Linked DNA regions of Mus musculus: regions 2 and 3 are each linked to region 1. A link is a contact called in public promoter capture Hi-C data. All regions are on one chromosome and are shown on one strand. Each heading gives the region's core, a stretch centred on a gene start, on an enhancer-like site or on the middle of the called end of the contact. The rest is flanking DNA. Distances are from core to core; before and after follow the strand shown.

Region 1 (4,610 bases), core at 681-3,180:
TGCAGCTCCTTTGAGGGAACTTTGCATCCAAGCCCACCCACTGACAGCTCTGCTCTGCCTGAACTCCTCAGCCATCCATAGGCTGCTAATGTAGGAGATCCAAGAGTCTCCCTGACTGCTAGCGAGTCGCAGGAGGGTTAAACTACTATTCATATTCTGCTTCCTAAAGTCCCCTCTTTGGCCCAGACTCCCTTCTTGAGGGACAGGAGGCTTTACATATTTCTCCACCTGAACTGTCCAAAACTGACGTCATTTCCTCGGACCCCTCGTGCGCTCCTCCAAAGCACCCTCCCTATATGCAATCTTTCTCTGAGACGACTGGGATTCCTCAGTGGCCATTGGGCAACTGTCTTCTCCACTCTTCTCGTATGCACACCCCTCCCCGTCCTGATTGTAGCCAGCATGGTATGTCTACACACAAGCACAGTGACATCGTCCACCCAGCTGTCTGTGGTCTATCTCTCTACCTGCTTGATACTAGCCCTGAACTCACTGCTAAGAAGCATGAAGGGAGTTTACAAGCTCGTAAGTCAGCCTGCCTTGCTTTCCCAGGCTAGAGGTAAGAGCCTTATTATCTATCCCTGCAGGCAGAGTGAGCTTCACATTTCCCACAGCTCTTGTTCCTCTAGACGCACCACAGTCCTGGGAGATGTCGCACAGTATTGAGTTTATTCCACAGATGAGAAATGTTGTGTTTAGGGATCCCCAATCTAAAAGGGACATCTATCAAACCTGCCCTAATAAATGAATGGACATGGCCAGAAGATAGATTCCAATATCCCTTCCATGGGCTCATCTCTAAGGGCTTAAATTCCTCCATGTATAAGCTTCAACTCTTAAAATATGCCTCCATCTCCCAGTAACCAAGAGGGTGACCAGGTTTTTAATATATGGACCTTTGGGACACATATCCAACCTACAGCAGTGAGGAAGGCAGAGGATATCCTGTAAACACTGTCTGACTCAACCTCATCGTAGGCACTTTTCATAGGGAGTAAGTTTCTGTGGCTCCAAGTTCCAACTAGATGTGTGTATTTTTTTTTTTCTTAAACTTTTTACCCTCTTTGGAACCTGCTTGTCCATGCATTTCAAAAACATGGCCCCCGTGTGTCAGTGAGGTGGCTCAACAGGTATAGTCACTTGCTGCCAAACCTATGAAGTTGAGTTCTATCCCTAGAACAATCCTTCTGCCCAGCACCTCAGCACGCCGCTGCTGACCCCAAGATAGAATCAGAGAACTGGTTTCTTCAGGTTGTCCTATCCTTTACTTGCTGCAAGCTCAAGGACACAAGTAAAACTTAAAAAGAGGAAGAGGAGGAGGGCACGTGGAATTGGGCAAGCTCACAGCTCTGCCAGCAAACCAAATGACTTCTCTTGATCGCAGGTTCTCCTGGTTAGAAATCAGACGAATGGCGTTCCATTTCTTACATCTGTTGGGGTTAATAAATATATCTTTCCAGCACACAAGACAGCGTGAGCACTCAAAAAACGGTCTCTGCCTTGCACAAATTCTACCCTACCTCATTTGTGGTCTACAAAGTTACTATGTTATTCCCACTAGCCTTGGAAATTATAAACTTGGAAGACTCAGTCCTAAAACCATTGACGTTAATCTGCTTAAGGCTACAAAACCAGCATTTGCATTGCAAACTCTAAGAACGACATTTAGCCCTAGGCCACCTCCCACGTAATAAACACTTCCTTCTGAAGGTCTAAACTGGACTTAGGACCACTACCTCCTGAGGAAAGTGAGCTGCATTATGAAGACCAAGGGTGGCATCAGGTTTTGAGGCAGAAGGGCTGGCCATACAATCTCAGGGCAAGGGCTCAGCACCACGCTGATGCCCCACCTCCTATGCCTTGACTTTCTGGCAACTCCAACCAAAAGCTTCACGTCCGCTGGCCCCCGCCCTGTTAACGTCACGGCCACTTGGTACAGTGCCCCCTAGGGGCCTCAGTTCCTCCCACGAGGAAGAGTCTAGTCTTTCCTGCTGCTGGCCCTTTACTGTGCCGCTTGGCTCTCTGGTGCCTCCCACGCCAGCCCGGGGAAGAACTTGCAGCCGCATCTCGGCGCCTGGGGATAACCAGTCACCCCGCACTCTGCAGCAGCATGAGCGTCCGCCTCCCTCTCCTGCTTCGCCAGCTCGGCCGCCAGCAGCTGCCCTCGGGCCCGGCGTGTCGCCTCCGTGAGCTGTGTCGCTCAGGCAGCAGAAGCAGCAGCAGCGGAGGTGGTGACCCCGAGGGGTTACGCGGGCGGCGGCTGCAGGATGGCCAAACCTTCAGCAGCCATGGCCCAGGCAATCCGGAAGCCCCCGGGATGGACTCCATCGTCAGGTGAGTGTCCTGTTTGTCTACAGGCAGGTCCCTAGCCAGGGACCCAAGGACCCAATGGCACTCTCGGCCGCTGGGAGACCCGAGGGACCGTTCGTAGGGCGGGAAACAGAGAATGCTTGGTTCCGACTTGCTAGAGACGCCTTGCGATTGGCAGAGAGGGCGTGGGGGCGAAGGGGAACGTCCGGAGTATGGGACCCGGTAGATGAGGGCATCCCCCCCAGCCGGCGCGCGCCTCACGGACCGCACGCCCCGCTCCACGTGCACCGCCCGCCTCCGGCTCTGATGCAACCGCGCCGGGCGTGGCGCCGACAGGAAAAGGGCGGTGCGGCCCTGGGCGGGAGAGAAGCAAGGAGGATGGCCCTACAATCCCGCCACTGCTGATGTCCCACTACTGAAGGAGGGGCGGGCTAAACCCCTTGCGGAAGCCCTCTAGGTCTAGGCGTACGGTCCGCTCCGGAGCATCGCTGCTCAGAGAGCACACAGGTTCCGGTGCAGCAGTATCTGGAAAGTTCATTCTATATCCGGTGGTGATCTGAGCAGAGTCATCTGGTCAGACCCTATAGTGAGTTTGCTAGGCCACTGCTGTGCAGAGGCACCTACCTGCAAAGGGCGGGAAAGCCCTTTTCTGCTTTGATTCCCAACTGGGGCTATGGAAACAAATGAGCAAAAATAATCTGCCCCCAGGGGCTGTCACACATATATCCCGCAACAAGTAGTCATTATTTTTACAATAAACTAAACTAAGCTCTACAAACTTGGTGTAATGAGCATGACAGTAAATACTTAAGGTTCAGTGAACTAAAAAGCAGAATTTAAAATGTTACATGGGTACGTTTGTAATAAGGAAAAACGTTCTCACAGTTTTTTGATAAAATCCAACATTTTATGGACACTGACATTTCAATTTCATGTGGTTTTCACGTGCTATGAAGTATCCTTATTTCTGTTTTTCTACCAGTTGTTTAAAAATGGAAGCTCAGGCTAGGGAGACTGCTCAGTTAAGTACTGAGTAAAAGTACTGGCTGGGGGAAACATGAAGACCTAAGTTCCATCCCCAGTACCCATGTGGGCATGGTGGCATACTCTTGACATCCCAGTCCCTGAGAGGCAGAGAAGGTCAGATCGTGAAGCTCACTGGCCAGCCCACACAGCATAATCCAGACCAATGACAGGTCCTGTATCCAAAATTAAAGTGAGCAACTGTTGAGGGACAGCATCCAGAGTTGACCTATGGCGTGTACACACAACACACATGCATCAGAACATGCATCCTTGAATATATAAGTAAAAACATATGTGTGCATGCACGTGTCCTTAGCTAAATGGGTGGCTCTGCTTCAGAACCAGAGGTCAGTGCTTAGGAATCGGATGCCTTCCTTCTGCAGTGTGCCTGTGTCACTGGGTGTGTGAGCAGGGACAAGCTATTGGTCTTACCATGTTCAACTGCAAATGGAGATCATAATGCCACCTACTTCAATGAAGCAATTCTAAGATTTATACTAACCCAGCAATCTGAATGTGTGTGCTGGAGACAGTCTGGGAGATCCAGTGGTCATGTGAGCTTGAAACCCAGAGTCTTATTACTGAAAAAGAGGAGTTGGGAAGACTATCTGGAGGAAGCAGCTGGGGTCGGCTTTATTTTCACAGCTATTCTGTAACATGTATCTGATAATGGCCAAAGCAAAGAGTTTTAAAACAGCTCTCCACTTCTTTGACCATGGACCCTTTCTCTAAACACTTCTGGCTGTCTTGTGTGGAGATGTCTGTAGAGAGTCGGCTCTGTATTCCTAGAAGGATCCTTTTACCTATGAAAGGGCTGAGAAGTTAAATGAGGACTTTAGTTAACAAGTGCTCTCGGCATTCTGCATCGGGGATGAGGATGAGTGTGCATTGATGATTTTCTCCTGTTTTCTCCTACACTTGGGTGTGGTCACAGCTAGCCTCAGGGAGAATGAGGAGAAATACAGTTGTTAGAACAAGGCAGCTTTGTGCTGAGCTCCTAGGCTTAATGCAGTTAGCCAGGCGGAGGTGACTAAGCCGGTGGTAGAGGCAGAAACTGTGACAGTATCACTAATAGGGGTCACGGTAGTGCAGTATCACTAATAAGGGGTCACGGTAGTGCCGAGCTAAGCTTAAACCTTTACCCACCTGTCTTCAGTAATAGGAAAATTTGAATTTTAGCTACACTGTTCCCAGTCAGAATTGAAGTTTTCTTTCCCAAGGGCATAGACTCATCTTTGGAAACATTTCTGCTACTTTTTGGATGTTTGGGGCCT
Region 2 (4,610 bases), core at 770-3,269, 630 kb after region 1:
GGGAGACATCTGAGGTCGGGGGAGTGGGGATAGTCAGTGCCAGACAAGCACAAGGGATGTGACAGTCCCATGTCACCAAGCGGGAGTTACTGTCCCTGGACTTCAGCATACCACCTGCATACCTAAGAACCCCAAAGTCTTATTTAACTCCAATCCTTTCCACCGACCACTAAAACGCCATTTGGTTATCTAATTGCTTCCTCAAATCTGGTATGTCTAAAACTAAATTCTGGAAACTTCTTTTTTCCTTTAAACCTATACATTTTGGGGATTTTCCTGTCTCTCTTGATGCTTGGTTTGCATTGGGATTTCTTGAGGTCTGAACATTGGAGTCATTTTGGCTTCTTTTCTTTTTACCAGGCATCTAATCTGTCAGCAATCATGTTGGCTCTGCCTTTCAAATGAACCCAGCATATAAGAAGAGGCCCCCATTTACCACTCCCACTCTTATCTAAGTACCTTCGCTTCCCAGCTCCTGCTGTGGGCAAATGCTAGGGTCCTTCCTAAAGTCATATGTTGAAATTATGAGTTATGACGGGATGGCATCAGGAGGTGTTAGGAGGAGATCAGTATGATGGAGCTCGTAAGAAGAGACAGGAGCGCTTGCTTCCTAGCCAGCTTCCTGTGTTCCCTGATATGTGAGGTATAAGTGAGTGTCCTCCCTGTCTCTATTCCATGCACCCCTTTATCTCATCTCCAGCATCCTTTGACCATGTCTGTCTATCTCATTGACTATAATATTCATCAGCTTGGGATACTGTAACACATATCATAATCTAGGTGACTTAAAAGGTGGACATTTCTCATAGTTCTGGAAGCTAGAAGACTGAGATCCATCCATTTACTAGTATGTTCTGGTCCTCATGGGGGCTCCCTTCTGGGGTCCTGGAAATTATCTTCCTCCTGTGGTTTTATACAATGAAAAGACCCCAATAACTCTCCTTTACAAAGGCACTAGTCCTTCAGGAGAGCCCCCACCTCATGAACCAACAACCATTTGCCAATTCCACCTATTTGGGTTTTAAGATTTCAGCATGCATATGAGGTTTTTTTATTGGGAGGGGTAGGTGGAATATAAACTTTAAATCCATAAAAATTTGCATCTTACCCTTACTGTATGGGAATCTAATCTCTGCAAGGTCAGCTCTTCATTTGTTTCCACGGACACAACAGTCAGAATGGTACCTGGCACACTGTGGGTATGCAGTGAATGATTTGTGGTTGGAAAAGATGAACTGGAATACACAATCTCTAAGAACCTATCCAAGCAACTGGGGTAGCTTTGTTCCCTTGTGACCAAGTCTTGCCTTGACTCCTAGTCTCCCAGGGGTGGAATTCCCTACCCACGGGAAAGCTAGAAGCTCTTTTATTTCTATTGACTGAGACATGCCTACACTGCCTGGGATGGCTTCGGGTCACTTTGTTCAAAGCACTCTGGTCCTGTCTACTCATCTCTTATAGTCTCTTCTCCTGGTCTGGATCTTAACTTCTTACTTTCCCCTTAAACACGAGCACCACTGCTCCCCCCACCCCCCACTCACTACTCAGCTCCTGTAGCGGTGATGCATTGGTCCTAGCCCTGCCTGGGCACAGCTTTGAGTGATTTTTGTTTTGACTTCTGGTGGGCCTGCTTTGCAGACCCTAAAATAATGATCCTTTCTAAGGTTGTGCAATGTGTGAGAGGCAGCATAGACACCTGAGTATGAGTGGGTGGAAGTGGTTTCAAAACAACTAAGAGAATCCTGGACATTGCCCCATGCCTGTGTCGGTGTCATCTCCCCCACTCCCTATTGGTCTGACAGGTTGGTATGTCCAAAACACATAGTAGGACACAAAGGCCTGAACTCAGTATTACAGTATCAGAAGGATTCCCTATGGAGGGCTGGGTGAGGGGAGGATGTATGTGTGAGGGTTTGTGACTCCAGACTCTGCCCTTTTCAGTGCCTTCTGAAAGCACTGTCCTTAGATTGCTTTAGGCCTGCTAGGTTACTGAGGATCATCTGAGTTCTTGGGTGTAAGGCCATTGCCAGGGCTCTGACTGTTGACCTTGTCAGACAGAAACCTGGAGAAGCACCCACGACTGTGGAAATTGGTGGTTGTTCCTGGACTATTTCACAATACCGTTCTCCAGGAAAGAGGAAAAAAAAATAGGCCTTATTCTTCTTGCCTGCAGCATTACATAACCTAACTCTAACCCTGCTGGTTCAAACACTGTTCTTTTTCTTCTTTTTCTCTTTTTTGTTCCCCTGAGTAAATAGTTGTTCATACACACACAGGGTGTAAATAGTTCATACACACATAGGGCCCAGGCTGCCTTCTCCACTCCTGTGCTTTTGAGGGAATGGCTACTCTGTTGAATGGTGCCCACAGCTGGACACTAGCCAGAGCTTCATTTATGCATCTTCCTTAGAGTATGGATTTTACCAGGACACCTATTAATTATCTCAATGCATAGAAAGCCAGCTTCTACTTGTAGTTAATGCCATGGCTTTGGAAAACCTACTTATCATTTGAAGCCTGACATCTGTTGTTTAAGTGATGTCTCCTAAGGACAGAGCCCTGCACAAGGCACTGGAAAGGGCAGAGTCTGGAGTCACAAACCCTCACAGAGATATCTTCCCCTCGCCTAGCCCTCCATAGGGAAACTTTCTGATACTGTAATCCTTTCTGTTCAGGCCTTTGTGTCCTACTATGTGCTTTGGGCATCCCATCAACTATCTTCTCACACCCAGGCAACTCTTTTATAGCGTGTCTATGCCTTCCTTCTCCTTTTACTTCCTTTGTGCTTCTATGGGAGAAAGTAGATAACATCATTGATTTTCCAAGAACTACTCTCACATCTTTGTTTCCTGCGATACAATGTTTGCCTGGTGTGAGCAGGAGGGTCAGATTGGATCTGCATGTGGCACTCACTCTGAATCTCGGTGAGGTTTTTACAAATCGTGAAGAAATGACATATGTGACTGTGATTTTGATTTAAAGTGACAGCACCATTCATTTGATTCTCAACTTTGTGTAGGCTTCAGAGAAGATCCTACGAAGTTTCCAGACTCTTCCTTCAGAAAAATGCGTGTGTTTATGTGCCCAGAGTTCAGGTAGGATTTTAGGGGTTCCAAGTGTCCTGGAACTACCCGTGTGGGTGTTTGTCTTGGAGGGTGAAGAGAGCAAACCAGTGGAGTACAGGGTGGTTTTATGAAACAGAGTTGGCATTATGTAATAATCAGACAAAGTTTAGTTGAAATAGAAATGATGTGAAACACATTCATACAAAGACCTTTATTATTATACACTTTATGCATGTTTCCCACTTAAGATTATTTAGTAATCTAAATCCTTGCTCTTTATTTCCCAATTTTACTTATTACTGTGAAACTTGGATGCCATGTGCTAGCTCTAATGTAACTTTCTAATTTTTGTGTGTGTGTACTTGTTGTGTATGTGCTTGTGTGAACATGTGTATACTATGTGATTACTTTCCATCGAATTTTTTTGTGACAGAGTTTGTCTTACTTATTTTCCTATTGTGTGAATAGACACCATGACCAAGGCAACTTACGAAAGAAAGCATTTAGGGGCTGGCAAGGTCTCATCGGGTAAGAGCACTGACTGCTCTTCCGACGGTCCTGAGTTCAAATCCCAGCAACCACATGGTGGCTCACAACCATTTGTATTGAGATCTAATGCCCTCTTCTGGTGCATATGAAGTCAGCTACAGTGCACTTATGTGTAATAATAAGTAAATCTTTAAAAAAAAGTTAAAAAAGAAAGCTTTTAATTGGGGTCTCACTCACAGTCTTAGAAGGTGGCCACGGCCATCGTGTCAGGGGACATGGCAGCAGGCAGACAGGCATGGTGCTGGAGCAGTAGCTGAGAGCTTACATCTGGTCCAAAGGCATGAGGCAGAGAGCTAGAAATTGGGTCTGTCATGGATTTTCCAAGAATTCTCAAAGCCACCACCAGTGACACATCTTCTCCAACAAAGCCACACTTCCTCCAACAAGGCCACACCTCCTTCAACAAGGCCACACCCCCTAATCCTTCTCAAACAGTTCTACCAGCTAGGAACTAGGAACATTCAATGTACGAGTTTATGTGGGCCAGTCTCCTTCAGACCACCATAGGGACTCATTGAACCTGATTCAGCTCTGCTGGCCAGTGAGCTGGAGCGATCTACCTGTGATGTCCTCCCCCAGCTGGAATTACAGGCACATGTTGTCATGCTTAACGTTTTACATGGGTGCTAAGGATGCAAACTTGGGTCCTCACACTTCTGTAGCAAGTACTTTGCCAGTGGAGTCATTTCCCCAGATCCTATCTAGAGAATTTTATTCTCTCAGAATTCACTAGTGCTGTTGGGCCAATGGTGTCTACACGGATGCCAATCAAAATCATGGGTGGGACTCTCCTGTTGCTAAGCTGGGGTGGGGAGGACACTTCTACCAGAGCAGATACTTCAGTCCATTTTCTACCTGATTCTTAACTCCTGTCATAAGTAATAGCAAGGCTTCCCTTTGCTCTTGATGGTGGAGACAGCCTCCTTGGATGTTGGCCATACCATCGTGATGTTGACAACCCCATCCCATCCCTGTACACTGCAACAAGAACTGGGT
Region 3 (4,610 bases), core at 1,347-3,846, 540 kb before region 1:
GGTGAGAAAGCAGCAGCAAGGTCATTTACTAACTCTTGGGGAACACCCTTTATATTCTCCACCCTCACCCAATTAGCCCTAAGCAAGCATGTCCTCCAAGTGGCAGTTCCTGATTGGCTGCCACTGGCCAATCTCTAGGCTCTCAGGCAGGCTTCATTTTGTCCCTCATGTGAAAGTTGCCTCTGTGGGTGGGGGACAAGGGGAAGTACTTGCTGTTTACTGACTTATGAGGATTTAGCCACCACCCTGCACAGGGTGGAGAGTTCCATCCCCAGTACTAAGGAAACTAAAAGGCAATGGATCATGCAGATGGGTAACATGCAATGTGCAGAGGCATGGGTTGCAGTTGAGAACCAGATTGGAAGGTGCAGAAGGTCGCTTCTTAGATACCCACTCTGTTTTGTTCAGTTCCCCTCTTGGGTAGATGGTTATGTAGGTGGCAAAGCTTAGGCTGTCAGATTTACACTTTGATCAGCCCCATAGACCACTACCCAAACAACCCCCTCTGTGTCCCCTGCTTTTTCCCATGTCTAGGGATCAAAATCAATGACTCACAGCTATGCAGGTAAGTGAACGTGGAGGGTCCTGATCCTGCAACAATATTCATCTAATTTTTTGAGTGTGTGCATTTATGTATGCCTGTTCATGTAGGTGTATGTATGTGTGTGTGAAAGCAATTGTGGCTACCTCGAGGCTAGGGGTCAACCTTGCCTGTCATGCCCAGGTGCTGTCTATCTTGGTCTGCTTTTATGGTTTGTTAGTTCTTTGAGAGAGGATCTGCCAGGTTCCTGGAGCTCTCCATGTGGGCTAGGTAGGTGTCCTGGCTAGTTTTGTGTCAACTTGACACAGCTGGAGTTATCACAGAGAAAGGAGCTTCAGTTGAGGAAATGCCTCCATGAGATCCAGCTGTAAGGCATTTTCTCAATTAGTGATCAAGGGGGAAAGGCCCCTTGTGGATGGTGCCATCTCTGGGCTGGTAGTCTTGGTTCTATAAGAAAGCAGGCTGAGCAAGCCAGTAAAGAACATTTCTCTATGGCCTCTGTATCAGCTCCTGCTTCCTGACCTGCTTGAGTTCCAGTCCTGACTTCCTTGGTGATAAAGAGCAGTATGGAATTGTAAGCTGAATAAACCCTTTCCTCCCCAGCTTGCTTCTTGGTCATGATGTTTGTGCAGTAATAGAAACCCTGACTAAGACAGTAGGTGAGGCTCACTAACCAGAAAGCCCTAGGGAATCCTCCAGGCCTCTGCCTACCCAGTGCTGGGATTAGAGTGTTAACTACCACACCAGGTTGGGGGTTGAATTTCGCTCTTCATGATCTCACAGCAAGCTCTTGGCCAACTGGTTTATCTACTCAATGTCAGCCTCTGGTCTTGATACATAGGCATATGAGATTTAAAAAAAATCAGCCTTTGACTGTTCTGAGAGGAGGGAAATGAGCTGGAGTTCTCAAGAGGGCATCTCTGGATTCTTTTTTTAGCTCATGGTTTCAAAGAATAGAAGTGCTGCCGAGTGAGAGTGTCTATTCAAGTTCATTCATCCTAAAGGATGCTTTGAGAAAGGTGAAATGCTTTGCCTTTTAGTAGATGCTTGTAAGATACAGCTGTGTGACACCTGGACTAGAAAGAAACATACTGGCTTCAATTTTTTCAGAGTCAAGTAGCTCACATTGTATTAACCTATATTGCCCTGTTTGATCCACAGCCATCAGGTGAAGAGGGTTTGGGTAACTTGTCTTCAGTGTCAGAGCAGTAATCCAAGGAGCCAATAGTTGACTCTGAGGTCTAACACTGGAGCTTGTGCTCTGTAGTGCTGTCCTGTTTGTCCTCATGAGTACCTTGTCTCAGAACTTTAGACAATTCTATCTGATCTGAACTAGATGCTAAATAGTTAGGCATCCCTCCTTTTAAAGCAACCATCTCTGGAGGTGCTGTACTTGATCAAAGTTACCTTATACATGATCATGTCACTTGAGAGTTTGGAATGTAAACAAGGCATCTTTGATGATGTAGATAGAGTTGTTTATACTACCTTACCACAGAGGGAGAAGAGATGGTGGAAAGAGAGTGAATTTTGATTTGTGTCTTTGGGGAAAAAACAGCTGGTGCTGCATAATTTTTTAATAAGGCTCTCAACCTCTCTGAGCCTCAATTTCCTCTTGTTATAGAGGCTCCTGTAAATAGAGGTACTCATAACTTCCCCTAGCAATTCAGTAAAGGTTATTTACAGTGATAATTTTAATAGCAATAACGACAATAGCTAATTGATTTATAAGCTTGGAATTAATTATGTACTGAATATGTCTTTATTAATATATTAAACATTTATTAAATCACTCATAGCTTAGTATTTTACACAGACTTAGACTTCCAGAGCAGTTTTAGATTCACAGTGTAATAGACCAGAGGGTATAAAAATTTCCTGTCTATATCCCCAGCTTCCTCAATTATCAACAACCCCCCACCAGAGTGGTGCATTTGTAAGTCCTGATGAGTTCATATTGACACTTGGTAATCACCCACGTCCATAGTCTACATAGGGCTCACACTTGCTCTTGTACCTTCTGTTATACCTTCTGTGGTTTTGAGAACACTCGGCTTGTTTTCATCGTAACTGTGTCATACAGAGTAGCTTCACTGCCCTGCATTCTACACTGCCCTGCATTCTACACTGCCCTGCATTCTGCACTGCCCTGCATTCTGCCCTCCTATCCCTTTCCTCCTTGCAGGCCCACACAACACTGTCTTTGCTGACCCCATGATTTCCTGCTGTTGGCATCCAGCTGGAGTCTTGCAAGATGTTACCCCCACAGCCTGACTTCTTCATACTCAGACATTTCAGTCTCCTCCATGGCTTTCCATAGTTTGACAGCTCACTCTATTTTAGTTCTAGATGATAACCCCAGGTCTATACCTAGTGCTCACACATTAAAGGATGCTTGACTTGCTTTCAAGTGTTGGCAGTGCTGCTCTGAATACTCTTGTGCAGGCTTTTGTAATGATAAGTTTCCATGTCCTTGGGGTAAATTCCAAGGTACGTGTATTGTACCTTAAGACTATATTTGGATTTGTGGGAACATACCAGACCCTTTTGAGGTAGGCAGATGGTTTTTTGTTCTCATCAGGAATGAATGTTCCTCCTTCTTCAAGTCATCCACAACACATTAACAACATGTTGTTAATGTTCTCGACTTGTGGTCGTTCTGAGAGGTGCATATTGATATATCTTTGTTTTTAATCTAAATTTTCCTAAGACATGTCATATGGAGCACTTACTTGTATACACATTTGCTACCTATATATTCCCTTAGGGGAGAGATATCTAGTGAGGACTCTAGTTCAATTTTTTTTAATGGGGTTTTTGTTTTTGCTGATGTTAGATATCAAGATGACTTTATTTTTATTTTTTATCTTATGTCTCTGAGTGTTTCATCTGCATGCATTTAAGTGGATCACATTCATGCAGTGCCCACAGTGACGGAAAGAGGATTTCAGATTCCCTGGAACTAGAGCTACAGGCAGCTGTGAGCCACTATGTGAGGGGCTAGACACCGGACCCAGGCCCCCTGTAACAGCAGCAATTGTCCTTAACCACTGAGCTGCCTCTCCAGCTCCTGCTGTTGAGTTTTAAAAATTCTTCAAGGCTGAAGATAGAGATAATTGGTATAATAGTTGTGTATCATATACAAAGGGGAGAGTGGGAAACTCAGTTTGTCTTGGCCTCCAGGCTTTTATTAATGGGAATGTCTTTTCTTCCACTCTGTTCTTTCTCTCTGGAGTGTCTTTTATACAACAGTTTATTTAGCGAAGCCCAACTTATCAGTGCTCTCTTGCATGGATTTTTTTCTTTGCCTTTGTTGATGTTCCTAACACTCATCACTGTGGACAACCACTACCGTTTTCTCCTTCAATATACATCTTACTGTACTGTTATTATTTGACATTTAGGTCTATCTTTGGTCCATCTGAGTTTCTTTTCGAGGAGAGTGAAGGGTTGTCTCTACAGTATTTGCTTTTATCTTGAATGTGCATGTCCAGTTTGTGTCAGCACAAGTTGTTCAAAAGTTTTTTTTTTTCCTCGCCTCACTCTTATTATTGCCTTTGATCCTTTATCAAAGATTAGTTGATTACATTTCTATGGGTCTATTTCTAGGCTGTCTATTCTGGGTCATAGCTGGGTTTCTCTTTCTCTTATAATACCACACAGTCTCAGTTACTTGAGCCTTACAGTACATCTTGAAGATAAATAGCATCCTCTCTCTAGTGGCTTTCTTCTATTGGTCCTGTGATAACGGTTGTCAGTCATGTGTCTCTGCACTTTAGAATTGGCTAACAATAACCACAAAAGAACTTACTGGGAGTGGTAAGTGAGATTACATTCAATCTGGAGGTCAAGTCGGGAAGAGACATCGTATTTGAAAACAGTATATCTTCTTACCAATAAAGCTGGAATGTCTCCCTCTCTTAGTTTCTTTCCCTATTACTTCAATAAAGTACCCTGACAAAACCAAATTAAGACAAGAAGGGTTTTTCCTGGCTTACAATTCAAGGTACAGTCCAGTATGGTGGGGAAAACGGGGCAGCAGAAGCTTGAAGCAGCTGAATTTGTCACA

Evidence for each region. Promoter capture Hi-C pulls out the DNA fragments that hold promoters and counts their contacts.
Region 2: a contact with region 1 is called in a promoter capture Hi-C map of liver, with 2.4 times the contacts expected there. The contact joins the enhancer-like site here to the promoter of Mthfd1l in region 1. A contact is called at or near these places in 6 of 39 promoter capture datasets (cranial neural crest, embryonic stem cells, liver and 3 more) and 1 of 115 datasets of contacts at active chromatin or transcription factors (memory CD8 T cells).
Region 3: a promoter capture Hi-C map of hippocampal neurons shows a contact between it and region 1, with 2.7 times the contacts expected there. The contact joins the enhancer-like site here to the promoter of Mthfd1l in region 1. A contact is called at or near these places in 4 of 39 promoter capture datasets (the HPC-7 cell line, hippocampal neurons and liver) and 2 of 115 datasets of contacts at active chromatin or transcription factors (astrocytes and stem cell-derived neural progenitor cells).

Annotation. Positions count from the first base shown.
Region 1 is chr10:3,971,145-3,975,754 of GRCm38.p6, forward strand. Mthfd1l (methylenetetrahydrofolate dehydrogenase (NADP+ dependent) 1-like) reads left to right here and starts at 1,931. Exons shown (of 28, transcript NM_172308.4): 1 at 1,931-2,334. The coding sequence starts at 2,111.
Region 2 is chr10:4,602,977-4,607,586 of GRCm38.p6, forward strand. No RefSeq gene overlaps it. Among named protein-coding and RNA genes, the nearest start is that of Esr1, 100 kb to the right of the region's middle. Within about 2 kb of position 2,020, at least 6 of the 459 cell types and tissues checked have an H3K27ac peak or open chromatin away from gene starts, as enhancers often do. A contact at or near this core is called in liver, where this site is marked.
Region 3 is chr10:3,428,170-3,432,779 of GRCm38.p6, forward strand. The region is part of intron 3 of Ppp1r14c (protein phosphatase 1, regulatory inhibitor subunit 14C); the gene reads left to right. Among named protein-coding and RNA genes, the nearest start is that of Gm29987, 52 kb to the right of the region's middle. Within about 2 kb of position 2,597, at least 3 of the 459 cell types and tissues checked have an H3K27ac peak or open chromatin away from gene starts, as enhancers often do. A contact at or near this core is called in hippocampal neurons, where this site is marked.